Linked DNA regions of Mus musculus: all the other regions are linked to region 1. The links are chromatin contacts, called in public ChIA-PET and HiChIP or PLAC-seq maps. All regions are on one chromosome and are shown on one strand. The core of a region is the stretch at or near the end of the contact, and the rest is flanking DNA. Distances in the headings are between cores, read along the strand shown. Region 1 has its middle 15 kb from the start of Gm40371. Region 2 holds the start of Cul1 (cullin 1). Region 3 has its middle 64 kb from the start of Cul1.

Evidence for each region. ChIA-PET counts read pairs in DNA pulled down with a chosen protein or histone mark. HiChIP or PLAC-seq counts read pairs in DNA pulled down with a chosen protein or histone mark.
Region 2: an RNA polymerase II ChIA-PET map of effector CD8 T cells shows a contact between it and region 1, with 56 read pairs. The contact joins the promoter of Cul1 here to the enhancer-like site in region 1. A contact is called at or near these places in 18 of 39 promoter capture datasets (the 3T3-L1 cell line, 3T3-L1-derived adipocytes, the C10 cell line and 12 more), 3 of 15 datasets of contacts at CTCF or cohesin (the NIH/3T3 cell line and large pre-B cells), 7 of 484 Hi-C or Micro-C datasets (centrocytes, double positive thymocytes, group 2 innate lymphoid cells and 4 more), 29 of 115 datasets of contacts at active chromatin or transcription factors (the 230-238 cell line, CD8 T cells, DN3 thymocytes and 20 more) and 4 of 9 other capture datasets (adipose tissue, embryonic tail, liver and 1 more).
Region 3: an H3K4me3 HiChIP or PLAC-seq map of bone marrow-derived macrophages shows a contact between it and region 1, with 3 times the contacts expected there. The contact joins two enhancer-like sites. A contact is called at or near these places in 2 of 39 promoter capture datasets (the 3T3-L1 cell line and the C10 cell line), 2 of 15 datasets of contacts at CTCF or cohesin (the NIH/3T3 cell line and large pre-B cells), 31 of 484 Hi-C or Micro-C datasets (B cells, the G1E-ER4 cell line, Th2 cells and 11 more), 10 of 115 datasets of contacts at active chromatin or transcription factors (the 230-238 cell line, the NIH/3T3 cell line, the SCID.adh cell line and 6 more) and 1 of 9 other capture datasets (embryonic tail).

Annotation. Positions count from the first base shown.
Region 1 is chr6:47,633,824-47,637,918 of GRCm38.p6, forward strand. No RefSeq gene overlaps it. Among named protein-coding and RNA genes, the nearest start is that of Gm40371, 15 kb to the right of the region's middle. Within about 2 kb of position 2,833, at least 116 of the 459 cell types and tissues checked have an H3K27ac peak or open chromatin away from gene starts, as enhancers often do. A contact at or near this core is called in the 230-238 cell line, CD8 T cells, the HPC-7 cell line and 14 more, where this site is marked.
Region 2 is chr6:47,452,818-47,457,033 of GRCm38.p6, forward strand. It overlaps Cul1 (cullin 1), which reads left to right and starts at 1,502. Exons shown (of 22, transcript NM_012042.4): 1 at 1,502-1,666.
Region 3 is chr6:47,388,510-47,392,583 of GRCm38.p6, forward strand. No RefSeq gene overlaps it. Among named protein-coding and RNA genes, the nearest start is that of Cul1, 64 kb to the right of the region's middle. Within about 2 kb of position 2,107, at least 59 of the 459 cell types and tissues checked have an H3K27ac peak or open chromatin away from gene starts, as enhancers often do. A contact at or near this core is called in bone marrow-derived macrophages, where this site is marked.

The DNA.
Region 1 (4,095 bases), core at 1,583-4,082:
TATTATTATTTGTTGGTTTGCTTATAGGTTCTTGGCTTCCTGCTCCAGCAACTATGTCTGCTGCTTGCTGCCATGCTTTCCCATTGTGATTAACTATTATCACTATGGACAAACAAATCTAAATTATTCTGTAACTTGCATTAGTAAAGTGTTCTTATCACAGTAGTAACAGTGGTACCAGGAGTAGGGTGTTAGTGTAGAGAACCTGACCATTTCTTTTTAAAGGAATGTGGTAGACGACTTTGGAAGTTTGGACTAGAAAGGGCAGGTATTTTTGTTTGTTTTTGTTTTTTGGTTTTGCAAGACAGGGTTTCTCTGTGTAGCCGTGGCTGTCCTGTAACTCACTTTGTAGACCAGGCTGGCCTCGAACTCAGAAATTGGCCTGCCTCTGCCGCCCGAGTGCTGGGATTAAAGGCATGCGCCACCACGCCCAGCTAGAAAAGGCAGTTTAACAGATCATTAATCCGAGTTTAAAGGGCCATCCTAGTAGGAGTTTAAAAGACAGTAGTACTGAGAACAATGCAGGGTATGGAGGTCCAGTTCACGTGATTTTAGAGGAGAACATTATTAGAACTGGGTTAGAGGTCATTCCTGTAATATTGTGACAAAGAATTTGGATGCCTTCTGCTGTTTTCCTAAGAACTTGTCTGAGACTAGATTGAAAAAGTAATGTAGGAGGGAATCAGAGAAATGGCTCAGTGGTTAAGAGCACTGACTGTTCCTTCAGAGTACCCAGATTCGATTCCCAACACCCACATGGCAGCTCACACCCATCTGCGACTTCAGTTTCATGGGATAAAAGCCACCTCTGGCCTCTGTGATCACCAGACTTGTGTGATGCATGTAAATACAGGTAGCTAAAACACCTATACACCTTAAGAAAAATCTTTTTTTAAAAAGTAAATTTTCTATGGTGGAGATTTCAAGGCCATATAATATTGAATCTGTGGTGTGGTGTGGTATGGCATGGTATGGTTGTTGTTGCCATTAGGTTTTTCATCGTCTCACTATGTAGACTTGGCTGGCCTAGAATTTATAGATATAATATGAAAAACATGTAAATTATTAGACAAACTACTATGACTAGTATTAAATTCTCATTTTAGTTAGATGACAAAATCCCCAGAGCTATAAAGTTTTTATTGGCTCTAACTAGCATCTAGCATCTGTGAGCTGATGAGATGACCCAGTGGTGACAGCTAGCTATCAGGACCAGAGCCTGGATCTCAGACACACAATAAGCCAGATGTCCCGCAAAATGCCTTTAACTCCAGATCTGAGGGATCTGATATCCTCTTATGGTCTCTACACCTAAAACCATGCACATCCACACATCCACACATAAAGAAATAAATATTTTTAAAAAGAAAATAAGACATAGCATTTGACAACATTTCTAATATGTTTGCTAAATTATATGCTTCTAAAATCATTGTGTCAGCTAACTTAGTCTTCAGAAACCTCTAAGCTTTTGGTACCATTATTTAATTTGTAAAAGTTTTATTATTTTATGTGTATGGATGCTGGTATGAATGTTTGGGTTCTACAAGTATGCAGTACCTGAGGTGACCAGAAGAAGGCGTTGGATCTCGTATAACTGGAGTTATGGACAATCGTGAGCTGCCACATGGGTGCTTGAAATAGAATCTGGGTTCTCTGCAGAGCCAGTACTTTAATTTTATTTATTTATTTATTTATTTGTTTGTTTGTTTGTTTATTTATTTATTTATTTATTTATTTATTTATTTATTTATTTTTGGTTTTTTCAAGACAGGGTTTCTCTGTGTAGCCTTGGCTGTCCTGGAGCTCACTCTGTAGACCAGGCTGGCCTCGAACTCAGAGATCCGCCTTTTCTTATTTGCAGTTATGTGTATGTGTCTGTGGATATTTGCAAGTGAGGTCCAGAAGAGGGTGTCAGATCCTTGGGAGCTGATGTTGCAAGTCATTGCAAGTTGCTTGATGGGAACTGAACTCTGGTCCTCTGAAAGAGCAGCAAGCAACTGCAATGGCTGAGCCATCTCTGTAGCCCTGGTACTATCATTTTATCTAGGACAAATTTTAAATGTTAACTTATATTTAGGGTTTCTCTCACGTTTCTGAAATTCCCAGTGCAACCCTAATGACCCATTTCCACTCTCCCCGTTCATTACAGTAGAGGTTTAGGAAGCCACCTGGGCCTCCCCCCCCCCTTCCCCCACTAATTCGCTGTCTTTGAAATCACAGGGAGAACATTTACTTACTAGGAAAAACCTAAGAAATATTTTCAGTGAACTGCTTTATTTTGACTCAGTGGAAAAACTTTACCAAAATTTCTCAATAAGATGTGTGTGTGTGTTTAGACTAGGAACTTGTATATGTCTTCAAATGTCCCATCTCAGAGCCACTTTCCCAATTCCACAATTCTAAAATAAATAGATAAACAACAACCAAGACAAAAAAACGTCCTGAGAAAGGTTTATGTGTGAACTCTGTTTCATATTTTTGTTTCGGGCTTAATTCATGCCTGACAAAAACACCCAGGTCCAACCCACATCTTCAAGGGAAACACCCTTTTTTACAGGATATAACTTCGTGTTATTCTGGCAGTTTTTAATGTGCATAACACCGAAGTGTAGGTAATCTCTCTCTTTGTCCTTATTCTCATAATACATATTTAATTGTTTTAAAATGTCACTGTCTCAGTTCCACAGTGGGTAAGAAACCATGAGTAATATGGGGAGGGAGCTAAAAGGAAAAATCACCCATAAAGGGGATTTTACACGCACAGAGCCTCACAGAAGGCTCAGATCCTAGCTGGTGACACCTGCTGATGTGACTCTTTATTTCCACCCTAGAACTACCCTTGCAGGGCACATGCCAGGCCCCACCCCAACAGGCCAGGCTCCCTGACTCACAAGCCTTGGGACCCCAGGACACTTCCAGTTTTCAGAGGTACTGCCTCCCACCCTACGTTTCTGTCAGAGCAGGCTCTTGACTCAGTTTCCTTATTTTGCCTTACCTATTGAGGCAGGGCGAGAGTTCCCAGCAGATCTCTTGCAGACCTCGTAGCTGCCCTCAGCCCTCCGGGTTTACTTTCATATTTAGTTAGGCTCTACCCACAATGCATTTGTAAAAAACTGAAATGCAAAAAAAGCTTGGTGGTTAACCTAATTCTCCAAGTCATTGCTTATGAAACTTTGTTTCACTTTCATCACGTTTGGCATGTTGATTTTATGTGTTTTATTTTTAATGGTTATGGCATAGGCCCTAAAAATATCTCCTTAATTAGAAAAGATCCTAGATAGGAATTATAAATAGTCAAAGACTGGCATTACTGTTTAGTTGGTCTGGGGTTGTGGGTTATTGTTAAATTGTTTAACACTGTTTCCCCCCATACCCATGCTTGACTAACGTGGGGAAATTTAAGATTACATTTAGTCCATTATATCAGTAGAAAACTTTTTTTTTAAAAAAAGAGATTACTTGTTTTAAGTATTCTGGTAAGATTAACTTTCTAGTTACACACATGTATTAACCTTCAAAGTGTCTGAAAAGAAAAAATATGCAAAGAAGAATCATTAAATTAAAACACTAAGAAATGTCTTAGTTAGCTTTGAACTTACTAAAGAGTAAACAGCAGTAAGTTTCCATTGTAAGCAATTGTGGAGGGAGGGGGAAGCCCTTATAGAAGAAACCATCTTTCCCAGATATTGATAGCATGAACTTATGTGCCTGATGCACTGTCCTGATACAATTTAATCCAGTATGGATTTTTGAGACAGACTCGCCTTAAACAGCCTAGGCTGATCTTAAACTCCCTATATAAGAATTTACCACTTATTCCCTTTTTAAAATATTTCTACTTGTATAATTGTGTATGGATGGGAAAAATCTCGAAGATAATACATGAAATTATTGACAGTGTTTACATAACTCTTCAGGATTTCAAGTCCAGTGACCACTTAAGAATGCACTATTCTTTTCTTAGTATGGTGGTGGTGATGGGGAGCAGGGGCGTGAGATGGAAGGGGGTGTTTATAGAGTTCAGAAGAGGGCATCTGATCCTTCCCAGCTGGACTTAGAGGCAGCTGTGGACTGGCTAAAGTGGAACTGAAC
Region 2 (4,216 bases), core at 252-2,751, 180 kb before region 1:
TACAGTTCGATAGAAGACACTAAACCAGCAGTTCTTAACTTCCTAATGCTGTGACTCTTTAATACAGTTCACCAGGTGACCCCCAATCAGAAAATGGTTTTTGTTGCTATTTCATAACTGTAATTTTGCTGCTATGAATCGTAATGTAAATGTGTTTGGAGATAGAAGTTTGTCCAACGGGTGTCCATCCACAGAATGAGAACTGCTGGACTACACACCAGTGGGACTTTCTTTTGAGAGGAAGCACGGGTTACTCAAGTTGTGGATTTGAGACCTGTCAGGTCTGCTGAGGATTTCTGCCCCGAAATGGTGCATTAGAAAGAATCTCTGTGGTGTTCTAGTTTGGTGAAAAGTTACAGAAGTTACATCAAATACATCTTTGGCCCAGATGATGAGCTAACTGAAAATCTTCCCTTGCTAGTTCACAGAATTAAATGGCAGATCTAAGCTAGGATATTAAAACAGCTGCCTCTAACAAGGTATGGGGTAAATCCATTCTTTCTCCAGCCTCTCACCTGTGGCTAGGGGTGTTGCCAAATTTACAATTGAATATTACAAAGCACAAGATGACAGCAGCTGATTTCCAATGGGTGAGATTATTCTAGATGTAAGAATACTACTTCATGCCATCCCAGGTTGGAATCGCAACTCCCAACTCTCCCTAACTAAACCATATACAGTGAAAGTGAAAAAAGGCTCTCAAGAAGGAAGGGAGGCCACTGCTGAAAAGTATTAAAGAGGGAGACACACATCCACGTGGGTATGTGGGCAAGCTGGAGGTTTCCGCAGGAGGATCTCCAAGGCCTGCAGGTAGAAAGGGGGGTCGGTGAAGCAGTAGCACTTTTCTCTTGAGTCCGCCTGCCCATTTGACTTTCTCATCTCACGGTTGGGGATACTGCCTCTGGTTCAACTCCAGGACAGGAGACACCAGCCAGGATCAGTGCAGTTGGGACCCATGTCAGCTCCCGGGAGGTGCATGGAGGGGAGGGGCAGGGGAGCTCAAAGCCCCTCTCCCACAGCCGCTTCCGGAAGTGTCTTCAGAGGTCAGAGCCCCCAGCCTCGGCTCGGTCTCCACGAGAAGTCCGAAGTGGCGGGAAGCCGGCACTCGAGAGGCCGCCCCGACGCGAGGGCGGCGGGAAAACCTGGCGGAGGATTCCGCTCGTCCGGCAGGACCCGGCTCGGCGTTTGGGAAGCAGAGGCCATGGCTCGCAGGTAGAAATGCCCGCGCGAAGCGGGTCCTGGCCACGAAGCGGGTGACCAGGGCCTCTGGGGGGGCCGTTTCCGTGCCCCTCCCGCGCCGCCGCAGGCCCGGCGATGGCGGCGACGGTTTCTTGGCTCCCCCGCCCCGGACGCCGATGGCGGTGCGTTCCGGCCCTCCCTCCCCCACGGCTTCGCCCCGCGGTCGCCAGAGCCGGTGAAGCCGGGAGGGCGGGGAGCGGCGGAGGGACGGCGAGAGGGCGGAGGTTGCGTGGTGCAGGCGGCGGCGGCGGCGGCGGGAGGAGGAGGGCCGGCAGGCGGGCAGGGGAGGAGGAGGAGGAGCGGGCGCCGTGTCGCACGCAGCTCCAGGCGGGGCAGCCCGGGCGCTGAGGGACGCGGCCAGACCTCGGCGGGCCCCGCGAGCACTACACGCCGTCGCCCGAGCGTCGGGGGGCGCCCGGAGATGCGGGTGAGTAGCGGCTCGGGCCGCGGTGGCGGGAGGCAGCGCAGGCCACGGCGGAGCCGCGGCGTCGCAGTGACTCGGGCCGCGGCGTCCGAGCCCGGGCTGCCGGCGAGGCCTGAGGCGCCGCGCCGCGGCTAGGCGGAATGGCGGCCGGGCCGGAGAAGTCGTGGGCGTAGGACGCCGAGGGCGGAGCGGAGCGGCCAGGCCCGGCCTGAGTCACCCGGCCGGCCAGGCTCGGCCTGGGCCGGGACTCGCAGGGCCAGGCCCTGGCTACGCACTGGGAAAAAGCCGGACTCACCGCGGCCTGTGGCGCCGACCTCGGCGCCTCACGCGCCACCCCTCCCTTCCCCTCGGCCCTGGGGGTTCCGCTTGGCCGGGGTGGCTCAGGGCCGGGGGACTCGTGCTCTCGGGGATCCGGGGGCACTCATTGTTGCGACGGTGCGGGGCATGATTATTGGGTAACAGTGGTGCCGGGCTCCGTTCTCTCTGGGAGCGTGGCCGAGCAAGGCGCGCCGGGATGCGGTGTGCTTTTCCAAAGGAACGGAGCCCCCGGGCGTCCGCCAGCTCTCCTCAGTCGAACTGGGCCCTCCCTGTGCGGCGGCCTCGGCGCGTCCCCGGTCCCGGCGGGAGCGCGCGCTCTGACCCCAAAGGTAACCCGGCACCGGGCCAGGAGGACTGAGTCGGGGGCTGTAGACTCTGCGGGCCTCTATTCTTAAATCCCGCGTGGCCCTGAGAACCCCCTCTTTCTGTCACCTGTGCACTGTGTTGTTACTCAGGAGATAACTAAGAAAGCAAGGAACACTTGCACTCTCATTCCTTGAGCCTAAGCCCCAAAGTTAAGGGAGCTAGGTATGCCAAAAAAGGAGGATTCCCCTTTTCTGAGAGGTCACTGTTGATACTTGTGGTTAGTTCACAGTCGTTGGGGGTTTGTGGGACGGGCACGCATGCCGAAATGCAGTCAAGTTGTTCAAGTGCTTTTAGTTGCCCTGTGTGTACTTGCTCTTTGCTGGAGTAGCATTAAAACAGCCAAAAGCTAAGAATGGAATAAATGATTACTGTTTTAGAAAGGCACTGGGGTGACAAAAGAGGAACTAAGCTCCTTTTACTTCAATTTTTAGGACCTAAACCTAACACTCTGAAGAAGCCAGTGTAGTTGAGGAAAATAAGGATATGAGGTCTTTCTTTGTTTGAGAAGGCTTTAAGATTTCTCTTTTTACTTAAAACTTGTATTTGTTGCTTCCCATAGTAAGTTGAAACAGTTATAGCTCATTTTAAATTCTGAGTATGCAACACAACACTGGCTTGTTTTATCTTCTATTCTGCCCATTTTTGGAGGTTTTGGGGAGCATTTACTAAGCCTTAAGCCTGGGAGAAAAGACCAAAGTGCTTTCTAAAAATGCTAACCTTTCTCTTTCCTCCCTGTTGGCATCATCTTTAAAAAACTGTTTTGCCCAAAAGACAACCAATTTTAGATAGGCTAGGGTGTTTGTAAGATACATCTTTCCTGAGTCTTATGGTCAGGCCCTGGAAGGTGTGGCCCAAATTCCTAGTATGTCACATACATCTGAAGTCTGAGCTAATTTGGCCAGGTGTCTTTAGATATTACATAGACTCTGTTGTTCAGGGAACTCCACCTTCTTGCGCTAATTAATTTTGTCAGTGCAGGCTTATTTCCCATACATGTGACTATGAAATCATTGAAGACACAGACTAAGTCCTTTACTTTGTAACCCTCAGATAACAGAACATGATCTTGCTGGTACCATGAATGATTTTTTTTTTCTTTTTTGGACTAATCCTAGGGTTTTACTACTCCCCTTCATTTTGGCTGCAGAAAACATAGTCACTGTTGCTGCTGAGCTTGTTAAAAGTGCAAGTTTACTATTATGTTGCATGCTTCCCTAGAGTGAAAACTGTTATTTTTCTTGTGTCCCCCTTCCACCTGCATAACTACATACTGTATCCTAGGGAAAAAATGGTTGAGGGTTTCTTTAGTTGTGGAAATCTAAACAGTTTGTAAAATTAAAATTAATCATTCTAATTTAAGGAGTCAGTATTTTTTTAAAAAACAAGTTTGTTTACCCCTTTGCCTTTGAAGTAAAGCCGGTTAGTATTTAAGGCTGTTACCTGCTGGGAAGATAGTCCAGCCCAGTTGTACCAAAAGTTTCTGTGGGAGGATAAGGGACCTTCATTTCAGCAAGGAAAATTATGTTTAAATGAACAAACCTTAAGTCAAACAATAGTTACTTGGCATTCTTAAGATTTAATTTGTTAGGGCCCCTCAAAGTTATAACTGTCTTGAAGTTTGAGCACTTCATAAGTCCCAAAGCCTAGTCTTTTTTACCTTTCCCATGAAGTCATGGGATAAATTGATTTTTGAGAATCAGTGGTTTCATTTTGAACTCATCTTTTAGGTATGCTTGGAGGAAAAAGCTGTTAACCATCTATTTTAAAGGACAGTTCTAAATTCATCTTTTAAAAAAGCATGTATGTGCATGCACCACAGTGCACGTGTGAAAGCCAGAAGACAAACTTCATAGTCTCTTCTCTATCTTG
Region 3 (4,074 bases), core at 857-3,356, 250 kb before region 1:
TATGACCAACCACATAGGAACTCACAGTGATTGTGATACCATGCCTAAGACCTGTGCAAACTCAAGCCAGACAAGATCACAACATGGAGGGGAGAGGTAGGCATGAAGTCTCACTCCTAGCTGAGGAGCTAATGGCCACTAATAGCTGCTGGTAGATAGATAAAAATATAGTCAAGAAAAAGCATAAAATATTCACCTTCATTTACATAAATACTAATCGAATCACGCTCAGGTTAACAAGAATAAAAGAATGACTAAGATTGTTGACAAGACCACATCAGAAAAACCTCTCAGTCACTGTTAGCAGTGAAAACTGGGAAATTTTATGAAGAGCACTTTATTAGTACCCATCAAAATTACTATACAAGGATATTTTGTCCCAGAAGTTTTAGTTCAAAAGATTTATTCCATGGATATTCATTTAATTGTGAAATAAACTAGGAATAAGTTAATTTCAATATTGTTTGTTATCAAACATTCTAAATATATTCTTTAAAATAGTAAATAATATAATAAAAATTTTTAAAGAACTACTTTGGGGCTGTAAGGATGACGCAATAAATACAGCACACACTGTGAAGCATACGCTTTTAACAATAAAAAAAAAAAAGCATATGCTTTTTTCCGGAGCCTACAAAGAATTGGATGCAGGAGTTGGGAACTGGGGCTAGATTCTGAAATCCCACCATTCCCAAGGTGAGATGGGAGGTGGAAACAAAAGGATTGCCTAAAGCTTGCAGGCCAGCTTGCCTGGCACATTCAGCAGTGAACAGCAAAAGACCCTGCCTCCCTGCCAGGGCCAGACTCTTTCAGAAAATTGACTGTCCTTCTCCCAGAAGCTGAGTTGCTAATATTTCCTTGGGTAGGTGTGGGACTTTGAACCCTCCTGTCATGTCCATGCTGGGAATTTGTTTGGCTTGAACTCACATAGGTCTGGATGCTCCCCCAACCACTGTGAGTTCATATGTAGTAGACTATGATCCAGTGGATGGTCCCCATCCCAGAGTACATGACCAGCACAAACTGGACTGGGTGGATTTAAAACAATAAAAAAAGATGATACAAAGTTAAGTGGGTGTAGAATGAGGGGTGTGGATGGATCTCGGGGAGTCGAATGAGAGGGTGAATATTTATAACCCACTGAATGAAATTCTAAAAGAATTTTAAAGCCTGTCTCAAACAAGGTGGAAGGTGAGGGCTAACACCAGAAGTTGTCCTCTGACCACTACCACAGGGATGCTCTAGCACTTGTGTGTGCATGAACACACTCACACACACACACACACACACACACACACATACCACAGTAACATGCACAAAAATTTTATTTCATTAAAGGAATGTTAGCACAAGATTTTCCTCAACAAAAATATTCAGTGTGCTATATGTTACTGTTTTCTACAGGAAGGTGTTATGTTCTTTAAAAAAAAAAAAAATTGCCTTGACAAAACCCAAAAGAAAGACTCTAGGAATGAACCCTCAAAAGTGTGAAGCTCCAGCCCTCAACGTGGGTCTGCAAAACATTTAAATTAACTCCACACAAAGCTGGGCTGGGGCTGAAACAGCCTCCCCTCATGGTTCCCATGCAGAGAGACTGGTCCTTGCTGGCATATAGAGCCAGGGCTGTATTGATAAATGGGCTCCAGGAAAATAGAGCCAGTCGGAAGAGAAATAGAATCAATGAAAGAGAAGGTTCACTCGCTCCAGGCAGGTTCTTTTGTAGTCGAGCAAATAAGAATAGAGCAAAGGGATTTTTTTCATTAAAAAAATCATATAGAACAAAATATTTACAGCTGGTGTGTTGTATTGGAGTGGCTCTAAAAAAATAAACCAAAAATATTAGAACTGACTGTGGCTAAAACGAAAAAGGCTGTTTACCTTGTAAAAGCTGGTTGTTTCAATCTTGTAAAGATGAAAAAAAGGTTTTTTTTAAAAGAAAGACAACCCATTTTTTTAAAACAGCTTTCTCTCCCTAAATAGCTTACTTTTTGGTTTGCAATGAATTTGAAAGCTTTATTTAAATGTAAATTGGGTGGATGGATGTGGCGAGGTAAATTGATATACAGAAGATTAAAGGTCACTGAGAGAAACCTCTGGCCTGTATATTCAGTGCATTTAAGAATGCTCGTTTGTCTCTTTTGCTCAGTGCTAGAGAAAGAAGTGGCTGGGAGTTGGCAAAAATAACAAAAGGGAAACTGTAAAACCGCCTGTCTGAAATCTGTTCTCTCTTCGTGGTTATTTGGGCCAGGCCAGCTTCTTCTTGCCAGCGCTTCTCACATCAGCCACCATGAGCATGAGGAATCAGCACATCTGATCCTGTGCCAGCCAGCTCATGCTGTAAGGCTGCGTGTTCTGCGACTTTGCCTGAGTTTATGGAATTACAGCACCAGTGGGGGTGGGGGTGACAATCCCATACCCTTTCATCTAATAGGTGATGAAAATAATAAAAAACAAAACAAAACCAAACCAAAAAAACCCTGATGTTTTGAAAGTCACTAAACAATCCTAAAGAGGCCTCCCTGTGTGGATGGCTAGTTTCACTTCTAAGAAATCACTGGCTATTGGCAAGCTAGAAATTACCTTTGGTTATTTTAAAAGATGGCTACTTCCCAATGATCTAGAGCCAGGATTGCTGTAGTTTATGCAAATATCTGTAGACAGTATTTTTAAAATACAGTGGAGTAACATACAGAAAGCACAGCAGTGGTCTGGGCAGCACAGTGAACAGGTACCAACCAGACTTAAGAGTACCAGCACAGCATGTTCTGTACAGGATTTTTCCAGATTGTACAGTAAAATGGTCTTCTCTTTGAACAGGAAGTTGGAAGAAGAAAACACTAAAAGCAAAGCAGATCTTAATTACTGACAGACAACCGTTCTTTTGTTTTTCTTACTTCCTGAGCAATCCATTCAATATTGGCAAAAGGAATGTTTTACAATAAAAGTTGACAAAGCATCACAGCAATGCTCATGTAGAGTTAAAATACACATTTGTAAAATACAGTACACCTGTCTACTCCCTGCCAAGATGCCAGCTTTCCCTCAGGCGAACTGCACTGGGCCAGTCTCTCTTCAGAAGAACTCGGTTCCTTCACATCCTGTCAAGCAGGGAAACAAAGCCAAAGGCAGGTTGAACTGAGGTCAGTTGCTTGAAGATGCCAAAAGCCAGGCAAAAAGTCAGAAAAGAGGATTCAATGATGGGTGGAAGTCTGAAAATGAATAGCCAGATATATCAAGTTTAAACTAGGACAAGCCCCCCAAACAGAGATTATTTAGGGGACAATCTAAGAACAAAGTAGGCAAGGAACTCCTGAATGGGCACTTTAAAGGTGCAAGTTAGCTATTCTTGGTTGTCATCTTGATGACATCTGGAATTAATGGGGCACACCTGTGAGGGATTGTTTTGCCTTCTTTGAAGTGGGTAAATATACTTCTAGCCCAGACCTCTGAGGTAGGAAGACACACTCTTGCCCAGGATCTGGAGACAGGAAGACACACCTTTAATCTGAGCCACATTTTCTGCTGGAAGATTATATAAGGACATGGGAGATGGAACATTTGCTCTTTGCCTGCTTGCTCTGGCCTTGCTAGCAAGTGCATTCCTTCACTGGCATTAGAGCCTATTTCTTTGGGAATCTAGCATGAACCAGCTGAGGGTTTTGTGGTTGAAAAACTTCTGGATTCTTGGATTTTCTGTTCACAGGCAGCCATTGCTGGGTTTACTGGATCATAGCCTTGTAAGCCTTTCATTCATATATATATATACATACATAGAGAGAGAGAGAGAGAGAGAGAGAGAGAGAGAGAGAGAGATTCATTCTATTAAGTTGTTTCTCTAGAGAACCCTGACTAATAGAGTAGCTAAGAAGCATATGAAGTAGGTGTGGCTATATCCACACAGACATTCTGCAACACTCAGGACCTCTTCTGCAACAGGTACCTATTAATTTAAAGAAATAGGAATTTGAAAATATTAGCAAAGCGACCAAGAGCAGCTAATACAAGATAGAAACCCAGTCATGCACCAATAGATACTATAACTACACTCTCCAAGAGAAAGAGCAGCAAGAAATA